2 separate regions of the Sus scrofa genome follow, and region 2 is linked to region 1. The links are chromatin contacts, called in public HiChIP or PLAC-seq maps. All regions are on one chromosome and are shown on one strand. The core of a region is the stretch at or near the end of the contact, and the rest is flanking DNA. Distances in the headings are between cores, read along the strand shown.

Region 1 (5,255 bases), core at 1,293-3,792:
AGCCGATTCCTGACCCTCCAAAACGTGTGTGTGAGCGCGCGCCCACGCACCCGCCCACGCTCTCTCATACACAAGTTTTGCTGATTAGGATGGATTTGGACAGGCACATCAGATTTACCTGTGCAAACTACAGGATGGTAAGAGATGGGGAGGGGCCCTTCCAGATAGTTTTGGCAACAGCAACTTTATGAAGTTAGGTTTTTTTTGCACAAACTTACCAGAAAAGATTAAAAAGAGGATTGAAGAATAAAGGAATGAAAAAAATAATGTCAGAGAAAAACAAGTAATATTAGTATTTCTATACAGCCTATGGACTCCAACTAACTTTAGGGAAAAAGGTGTGGTTAGTGGTGGAGGGGAAAGAGGAGGTTTAGAAGGAAAAGTAGCTGTGGTAGAATTCCAAAATAAACTGCCCTTTGGGAGGAGAGCTTCTGCAGGGATAGACTCACAAATTGGCCTTTTAGCATTAGATGTCAACCATGAGATTATCAGGACAGTTTATTTGAAGCGGAAACAAATCGGAAATCCTTCCCTCAACAGTCCTCTTAGACCAATACACACACCCTCAGAACCCACAAAGACACACCTAAAGAATAAATGCAGCATCGAGGGTCAATAGAGCCCTCTCCCCACATTCCCAGTCTCTCTAGCCTCACCTCGTACTTCAACTGGCACAACTTTCCGATCTCCAAGGAAAATATTTCCACTTGGATCTTATTTCAGAATTGTAACTGGTGTGGGTCGTGGGAGGAGGGGTGTTGCCGCGTGTAGGGGATGGGGACTGGAAGACAGCATTTCGGTAGTTACTTATTTTTGTAGAGCCAGCATGCTCTACCGATCAGAAATTGCTATTACCCAACAATGCTTCCATCACAAACAGACACCAAAAACAGCATCAGCATTATCACCATCTTGCTAAAGATCTGCCCAGTCCAGTTTACCTGACTTTGTCTCTGTGGAACTTCTCGGACAGTATTTTAGTCAAAGAGATAGTGGTTTGAAAGACAAAAACAATAAATCGATACTGAAGGGTTCCCTTTCAGGAGTTATTTCCCACTGGAAACCACCGAACGGGGAAGCCTGTCGTTAATTCCCAAGCCCACGACTCCTCTAGAAACACACACAATGCGTGCTTTCAAAAAAGGCATTCGCCTGCTTTTAAGGGAATTCCTGTCTTTTCAGAGTCCCAAAACCAGAGAGCAGGAGAAAGAGACTCAAATCCATTGATTAAGATTTTAAGGAAAAGACTAACACAGAGCCACGACACAAGCACACACCAACCTTCGCCGGCTGGACCACTTCTTCCCTGTTCTTCTTTCTATCAACGACACGTTAGATTCTGATATATTCTCCCCCCCCACCCCCCAAAAAATTCAGCTATATACAATGTAGCTCTCTAGCTCCACTTAACCTGCAAGTTACAAAGAGGGGGGGGGAAATATCCTGCCGCCTTCCCACCCCTTTCCTTACCCCCTCCCCCTCTCGAGTCCACTCCACCAAAGCCAAACCCGCCAGCTCCAGCAGCCGGCTGCCGGACCGAGGGAGGGTGCAAAAGGCTGCGGCGGCGGCGGCAGGGGGTGGGGGAGATCAGATTAGGCCAAGCTCAGTAAGGTCCCAGACCTCCAGCCCGATGCTGCCACCCTCGCCGCCACCAACGAGCCACTCCAAATGAGCCAGCATCACTGCCCACAGCCGACGGGCCGGAATTGCGCCCATCCTCGGCAGCCTCGCCGGGACCTGCATCCCGCCCCTTCGGCCCCGACTCCCCTTCCCGCCCGGTGCAAAGTCAAAGCCCCAGCGAGGCAACGTTAACTTTTGCATGCAGAGAACACACACCGCCCCCGACCCCGGGCGTGCGGGGGCCCGCGGTACGGCGGGAGGCTCGGCGCCCGGCTCCCGGACCAAGGTCGCCGCGCGTGCTCACCCACGTCCCGGCGGCTCCGGCTCCGCTGGCCCAGCGCTCGCTCAGATCCCGGCTCCCGTAGCTCGCCCGAGCCCCCGAAGGTGCTGCTGCGGCAACTCCATGGCGATGAGCATCTGTCACACGGCGAGCAGCGGGCTGGCCGCCCTCGCTCGGGGGGCGCCGGGGCCCCCGGGCGCGCGGAGGCGGAGGCGAGCGGCGGGCGCCCAGAACGGCCCAGCGCTTCCCGCCCGGCGCGGCCGCCTCCGCCGCGCCACCGATTTACGGAGAGAGATATCAAGGGGGAAAATGGCGTCTCCGGAGCCCGAGGAGTCCTGGAGTAATCACATTCACACACACACACACACGCACGCACACACTCGCACACCGCGCGCCGCAAGCCCGGCTAATTTTAGCAGAAGGGCCCCCCCCCAATTATATATATCCCCGTCTCTCCAATCAATGCTATTTTTTTTTCTTTTCTTCAAAGGATGGATTGGAGCCTTAAAAAATGTTGCCGGCTATGGGTTCGCAGGAGGCAGCGCGCGGAGGGCGAGGGCGCTTTTGCTGAGCTGTGCAGTTCGTTCCGCGGCGCCGGGCGGCCCTGCCCGCCGGCTCGTTCGCCCGCGGTCGCTACTGCTGCCGCCGTCGCCGCCGCCGCCGCTCCATGACCGCGCCCGCCCCGCGCCCCCGTCGCGTCCCCTCGCCACCCGCCCCCGTCCCCGGCGAGCGCTGGAGTGGGGTCGGGCCCAAGTGCCTGCCTCCCGCGCCCTCTCCCGAGTCCCGGAGTCCTAGTGAAAGGAAGGGGGAGGGCGCGGGCGGGGGAGGGGGAGGATCGGAGCGGCCGCGCGGCGGAGCTGAGCGGGGACCGCCACCCCGCGATCTGCTTCGGAGGGGGCGCGGGCTCCCACACCTCTTGCCCAACCGGCCGGGGGCCGCTTTCCTACTTGCGCCGGGGGTGGCACAACCAGTAACCAACAAGCACCTCTCCCTTCACCCTCCCTCAGTGAATTTTTGTGAATTTCGATCAATTGGGAAGAGTGGGGATCTTGAGCGGGAGAAGGAACACAGTTCGTGGAGGCGGATCGGGGACCCCTCGTCGCCCCCCGCGCCCTTCTTGCTTCCCCAGCGCCCTCGAGGCCCAGTGTCTCTGCGCGCCCGAGTCCGCCGCGGAAACTGGGCGGCCGCGGGGACCGCGGCGGACTAGGCGCCGGCTCCGGGGCTCAACACTGCCGCTATCTGACACAACAGGAGCAGTGTTGGGGGAGCTGTGTTCCGAGGCGGGAGATGTGATAGGCTCTGAAACTGGGTGCATTTTTTTTTTTAATCTGGTAATTACATTTCAGGGGGTTATTTTTTTGTTAAGCGACACGTATGCCTTCAGATGCGTATGTGCATTTTCTAGTTATTCACAAAAATTGGACAATTGATGACGGGAAAGACACCTTGAGATGACGTTGGCATGCAGTTCTCTATTCAGGATAGTGGAAAGAATAAAATGGAATATCTTCAGTTCATACAAAATATGGTGGTATTTTAATTTGGCTGTTTGTTTTCGGATTGCAAAGGGGACCTATTCAGGCCACTCATTTGCAACCTCGGGCAACTGAGAAATGGAACCCCTCAGGGGCATGTCTACATTATAGGACAATATAGGACAGAAATGGTTTAAGGGGGTTTGCAAGTGGTTTTTCTTAAAGACCTTGAGTAGAGTTTAAGATACCTATTCTCAGAGCCCTGGGAACCTTGAGAAAATAAAGAGATAATCTGAGTAGCTGATAGGAATGCACACAACACAGGTCTCTTAGTCCTAAACAATCTCCAATGCCAGCATCTTGCAGTCATTCAGCAAATAATTATGTAGCATGAACTATCTCAGACATGATGGCAGCAACTAGAGATTCAAACTCAGAATTCATAACCCAGTGAGAGACTGGCATGCAAACTTTGAACTACATCTAATGTATGGAAATATCAGAAAGGAGATGTTTACAAAGTACATGGAGCACAGACACAGAAATGGTATGAGGGTGAGATCAAAAATAATATTCTCTTGAGAATTGCCCCACATTTATTACCTGTTTAACATAGCCCTTTCCTTTTCCCCTTTTTACGAATATACCTTTTTCCCTCTAAAACCTGTTTTTCTAACCAAGATAAAAGTTTTGAGGACAGGTCTGTGCCTTGCATGGGCAATGCCACTAAATGTAGGCAAGAATAAATGTTCCTCTGATATCACCAAATAACTGACTGGCTGCCAGATGGGCTGTCATTTTGTGCATTAGACAACCCTATGCCTAACCTGTAAAATGACTATAATGATACTCCCTCCCTCTCCCAGGCCACACCAGAGATACTGCAAGGAGCTGCAAGATAATCATGCCCCTACAAGGCTTGAGAGCCAGATAAAAGGCATACAAGCAAGGTATAGTTCAAAGTACAAAGGTAGGTCATGTCATTTTTCACATCTCTGAAACTAAAGGTAGAAAGAAATGAGTCAAACGCCTCCATTCTTCCTTTATAAGAAGTTGAGATCAAATAGTATAATCAAATCCTCAGAGCCAGTCATCTTCCCTTCTTGTGTTCAAATACTGTATTGATTCTCACCTTTTTAGAAAATGAAGTAGTATTATCTAATGTAGTGTTTCTCAATCCTTATTGTCAATCAGAATTACCTGGGGGAAGTACTGATGCTTGAGACCCATATTGATTTAATTGGTCTTAATAATAAATGCCCTGGGTGCTTCAAATATGCAACTAGAATTGATAATCACTGATTCAATAGAAAGGGCATGCTCCCACATTGTGATCAGGATACTTAGAAAGCCCCTACCCTCTTAGTTCCGGTAAGTATTAAAGAAGGTGTACTTAACCAAAGGAAGTGAATTTTAGAGTAATTTTTGGAGTTTGGGGGCAATTCAGGAAATGTAAAAATTGGGGGTATGTTTTGATGATGTAATGAAAAGACCACAGACCTGATTTTTAAGGAGACTAATTTCTAAACTTATTTAGAAAGTTCTCTCATCTCTCTGATCCTCAGATCCCACTTTTGAAAAAGGAAGGGTATCCTAAAGTCTTCTGAGGACCGAGCCAGCTCTCCATTTTTTTTATTTCAGGACATAAGAGAGTCCGAATAGGACAGTGAGAGCATATTGGGAACAATCAGAGTGGGATGTCCTTAAATTAAAAAAGATACTAAGGGAAATAGGAATTCATTTGCTTGACTCTGCTCTGTAGGGCATAGCAAGCCCTGATCAGCTCAAGTAATGGGGAGGCAGATCTCATCTTAATACAATGGAAAACACTATGATTGGGTCTAAGACGAGAACAGATGATTTTATTTTGTTTGTATGTT
Region 2 (4,631 bases), core at 47-2,546, 210 kb before region 1:
ATAGATAAAGGAGGAGTAATCTCTCTGTGTGAATAACTCGTGGCCTCAGATGAATGGTGCCAGGCTCTCTTCAGCCATCAAACACTTCATAAAGGCCCACTGGGCACCAGCACTGCATGAGGCAGGAGAGTTAAAAAGGTCTTCTTTTAATGGGCACCTCCCATGTACCAGGCGCTTTAAATTGATCGTTTCTAATCCTTCTAGTAATGCTCAAAGGGACTTCATGTCCCAACCTGACAAAGCAGAAAACCAAGGTTTAGTAAGATCATGCACCTACTAAAAGAAAGATCTAAATTCAGACCCAAATTCTACATGACCCCAAACTTCAACTTCTTCCCAAATACCAGATGGTAAACATACTCACTCATTCCCCAATTCATTCAATCATTGGGAAAATGTTCTCAGTGGTCCACTGAAGGCCAGGGCCTCTGCTAAAGCCAGTGTGAGAAGATCCTTCACCAGGAATTAGAAGGTCACTTTGAGCTCAACTAAAAGCTTGTGGGCAGCTTTAGAAAGCTGCCATTTATATGTGGCATCAGATGGGATGGGTGACTTCTTTGAATGAGTAGTAATAAAACAAGGTACAATCCAGTAATCTTTCAAATAGAGAAGTGGTTACCAAGCCAATAAAACTCCCAAAGATGAGATTTTCTCCATATTTCTGATGGGTACTGAAATTTTTAAGAAAAACTGGAGACATCTGAAAGGTGATGGCGTTCTTCATAAGGCATCTGGGTAGACCTGAGGCCTACAGATTCCAAAAACTCTTTTTTTATTTTAAATTAAAAATACTTCTACATATCAATATGAAAGTATACTAGCCAATGAGGAAAAATATGCACGTGTCAAAAACTGAAATGGGAGGGCTTTGATCCAAGTAGGTTGAGGGACATCTTGGGCAGAGTAAATAAAGATATGAGTAGTCAGTGCCCCAAACAGTGAGCTATGGAGAGCTATGCCTTATTCTTTAAAACCCCCATTTACATTCCTTATAGCTCTGAAGTCCAATGTCTATAGGAATGGAATGAAAAAAGGATAAAATGCTGGAGCCAGAAGGCAGCCTAGGCATCATTCAAACACAACTCTCCATTTGGTATATTAGGAAACTGACTGGTCACTTTGCTGTACAGCAGAAATTGACAGAACACTTAAATCAACCATAATGGAAAAAATAAAAATCATAAAATAAAAAAAAAGAAATGGAGACACACTGACTGACAGCTGGAGTGGAAGCTGGGTCTGGGACAGCTGGGGGTGCAGACAGACAGCTAAGGCTTGTTTGATTCCACTTGTGCCCAGCTGTCATCTGAGGCCATAAAGACACTGAGACACACACCTAGGCACTGAGCTCATGACATACATACAGTGAGACTCAGATTACCTGGGTCGTTTATTTTTGGAAAGGCTTTTTCAAGATGCCTGCAGGGTCTAGCATAACAGACTGGAAGAAGTTTTATTTGAACAAGAGCAGTCTTCAGTAATAATTTTCCATGTATCATCTTTTGGCAAACATAGAAACTATTTCCCAAATGGTATACTTGTGAATTACTCAGTTTCTGGGGATTCCAGTTCCATTTTTCCAATAAGCTTCTTCTGGTTTCTGAATCTAAAGTGAGCTTAATAAGATGCTGGGCCCAGATTTGTGAATGGGGACCATAGCCTCTTGGGCCCAGTATTGCCATTGAAAGGACCAACTGGGCCAACTTTCCTCACTTGGTACAGAGGGTGTTTGCTTGGACAAGGTGGCAGGGAAAGAAGAGATGCAGGGATGCAACAGCTTGGAGAAATGCCAAGCATTTATTGAGAAAGTGCTAGGTCCCTGCATAGGTACCTACGCATTCTGCTACCAGGTGAGGTGAGGATTGCTCCCTGAATCACATGCATGAGAAAACCAAGATTCAGAGAGGTTATCTAACCTGAACAAGGTCAGAAAGCTAGCAAGTGTTGAAGCTGAGATTTAGCCTCAGGTCTTGTACCTGTACCTGCACCTGCTGAAACCCCTCTGCCATACTGCCTTTCCTTCAACTCATACGTACTCAGAGATTGGGTGCTAACCAGGCACATGGGGGTAAGGGCCTTCCACTGCTAGGAAAGCCTTTCTTTCTTTCTTTCTTTTTTTTTTTTTTTTTTGTCTTTTTGCTATTTCTTGGGCCGCTTCCGCGGCATATGGAGGTTCCCAGGCTAGGGGTCCAATCAGAGCTGTAGCCACCGGCCTACGCCAGAGCCACAGCAACGCGGGATCCGAGCCGTGTCTGCAACCTACACCACAGCTCACGGCAACGCTGGATTGTTAACCCACTGAGCAAGCGCAGGGACCGAACCTGCAACCTCATGGTTCCTAGTCGGATTCGTTAACCACTGTGCCACGACGGGAACTCCCAGCCTTTCTAAATAAACCAGAAATCTGCCTCTCTCATCCAACCCCCATTGGTTCTAGTTTTCCTTTGCAGAACATTCAGTTTACTAGAAAATCTAAATCTTTTGTATAGGTAAAACAGAAATATACAGAAATGCCACCAGTGCACAATACCAGCTACCTGGTGTCTCATGTCTATGTATGAGACAGCAAAGAACAAAAAGAGAGTGGGGTTTTAGAGTGTGGGTGAATCCTTTTTATCACCTTACCACTAAACACCTGAGGATTCTGAGCAAATCATTTAATCTGCCTCAGTCTCTACTTTTTCTGCTGTAAAGTGGAATTAAATATCTTTACTTATTTCACATGTTGCTGGTGCTCATCAATGTATAATGCAGTACATAAAACTGTCATATAAATATAAGCTGATTTTATTGCTTCATATCCTACATATTGGTTTAGAGTATGACCCTATCGATCCCCAAAGTGCAAGGAATTAAATGCTTTTTACAAAGGTTTCTCGGTTCCTTTGGTAGTTGGTCCTGTACCTAGTGAGATGTATGAATATGTCTGTAGACATTCTGATTAGCTAATCTAGACTGATACACACTTAAGGGAAGTGGAATCACTCAGATTGGCGCAAGGGCTCTGTTTCTTAAAATGGTGGATTATTTATGGCATATATATATATGTAGATATATATCTATATATATCTACATATATATATATTTAAAAGGATGTTATAGAGGAAGATGGGAGGAGAGTATTTGCTGCAAGCAGAGAGTTTAATTGCACGACTGTGCTACGTTAGTACATCAGAAACTGGCCCAGTCTCAAGAGGGTCAGACACAGGATCACACCCCATGGAAGCTGATTTTGATGAATGCATCTTAGAACACACCACTCATGGCGGAGGCTGTGTCTCCAAGCCAGAGCTATCCTTTGAGTTCACATGTGTACCAGTGACTTGCCCCCCAAACAAGGAGATCCCTGAATACTTTCCAAGTCATGCTGGTGAGGAGGCCAGGTTTCTGGTGCAGAGTATACATGGCATGATTTGATGCCCTCACCTCCATTTAATGCTTCATATGTTATCGAGTGATTGCCCAGGATTGTTTCTGTCCCCGGGGATTTGCAGGAGACAAGTTCTGTCTCTTATCTGAAAGCCAGGGACATTATCTGAACAGCTGCCACCTGCAGAAAGGCTGGTGTCAAACCAAATACACTAGATGAAGCACCTCTTTTAGGGGAAACAAACATGTGAACATACTAATGTATGTGTACACACACACATGCACGTGTGAGTGTGCACACACACACACACACACACACACGCTCCCGCAATGAACAATCTGCAAAGCATGGACCCTGCCACATTCACTGATATCCTTTGGATCTGTCCTCTGTCCCCACCTGATCTCGCGGCTGCCTTCCCATCTACAACAGGACCTGCCCCAATGCTGGTCTTGTGGGCTGGGAGCCCTGGCAGCAGCTGGGAGAGGGGAGGCCTGGGGAGCAGATGAGCCACTCACTCGGAGGCACTGGAAGCTGCCTTTGAGTTTGGGAAAATCCTTTCCTCCCTAGGCAAAGAGACCTTTGTCAATGGGCTCTAAAGAGGAAAAGGCAGACTAAATAAAATAAAATAAAATAAAATAAAATAAGACACATAGGTTGTTTGTCATAAAGCAGAAGGAAGAGAATAGTTTCCCATTCTCCTCCAGGCTCTGGCCTCAGATGACAGCTCTACACAAGTGCAATCAAATCAGCCTTTAGCTCTTGTCTGCAGCCCCAGCAGCCATGGATACAACTTCCACTCCAGCTGTCAGTCAGGCCGAAGCGCTCAGTAAATGCCCATGATTAGCACCTTCTTCAATTGGGAGTGTAAATGGAGAATCACAGCTCACTCCTCAAAGTAGCCGGAGCCATACACCCATTAATTTCTATGGAGCCAAACGTAAACAGAAAACGAATGTTCCTGCAGAATTTCCCAATTTGATTTCCCCTGCTAGAATGTGGGAAGGAGGGGGGATGTCTTCCTCGCTTATAATGTCTTCCCGTATTCAAAATGATCTATTTGAATCCAACCAAAGGATTCTCAAAGGACGACAATGAAAGCCCTGCACCCCGATTTGTTAGTATTTAAGGCTTAATGAACTCTTGGTGCATTCTCTCCTCCCAGAGCTTCTGTTTGTTATTTCTGTTTAAGGTGCTCTGTCCAATGCTGCAACATGCCAAGAAGCTTTGTTCATAATCAGAAATATGTATTTATTTATCA

Evidence for each region. HiChIP or PLAC-seq counts read pairs in DNA pulled down with a chosen protein or histone mark.
Region 2: an H3K27ac HiChIP or PLAC-seq map of skeletal muscle shows a contact between it and region 1. The contact joins the enhancer-like site here to the promoter of SETBP1 in region 1. A contact is called at or near these places in 7 of 47 Hi-C or Micro-C datasets (adipose tissue, embryonic fibroblasts, heart right ventricle and 3 more) and 1 of 2 datasets of contacts at active chromatin or transcription factors (skeletal muscle).

Annotation. Positions count from the first base shown.
Region 1 is chr1:94,292,619-94,297,873 of Sscrofa11.1, reverse strand. SETBP1 (SET-binding protein) reads right to left here and starts at 2,542. Exons shown (of 7, transcript XM_021092436.1): 1 at 1,925-2,542.
Region 2 is chr1:94,498,831-94,503,461 of Sscrofa11.1, reverse strand. All of the region lies in intron 4 of SETBP1 (SET-binding protein), which reads right to left. Among named protein-coding and RNA genes, the nearest start is that of SETBP1, 210 kb to the right of the region's middle. Within about 2 kb of position 1,296, at least 1 of the 83 cell types and tissues checked has an H3K27ac peak or open chromatin away from gene starts, as enhancers often do. A contact at or near this core is called in skeletal muscle, where this site is marked.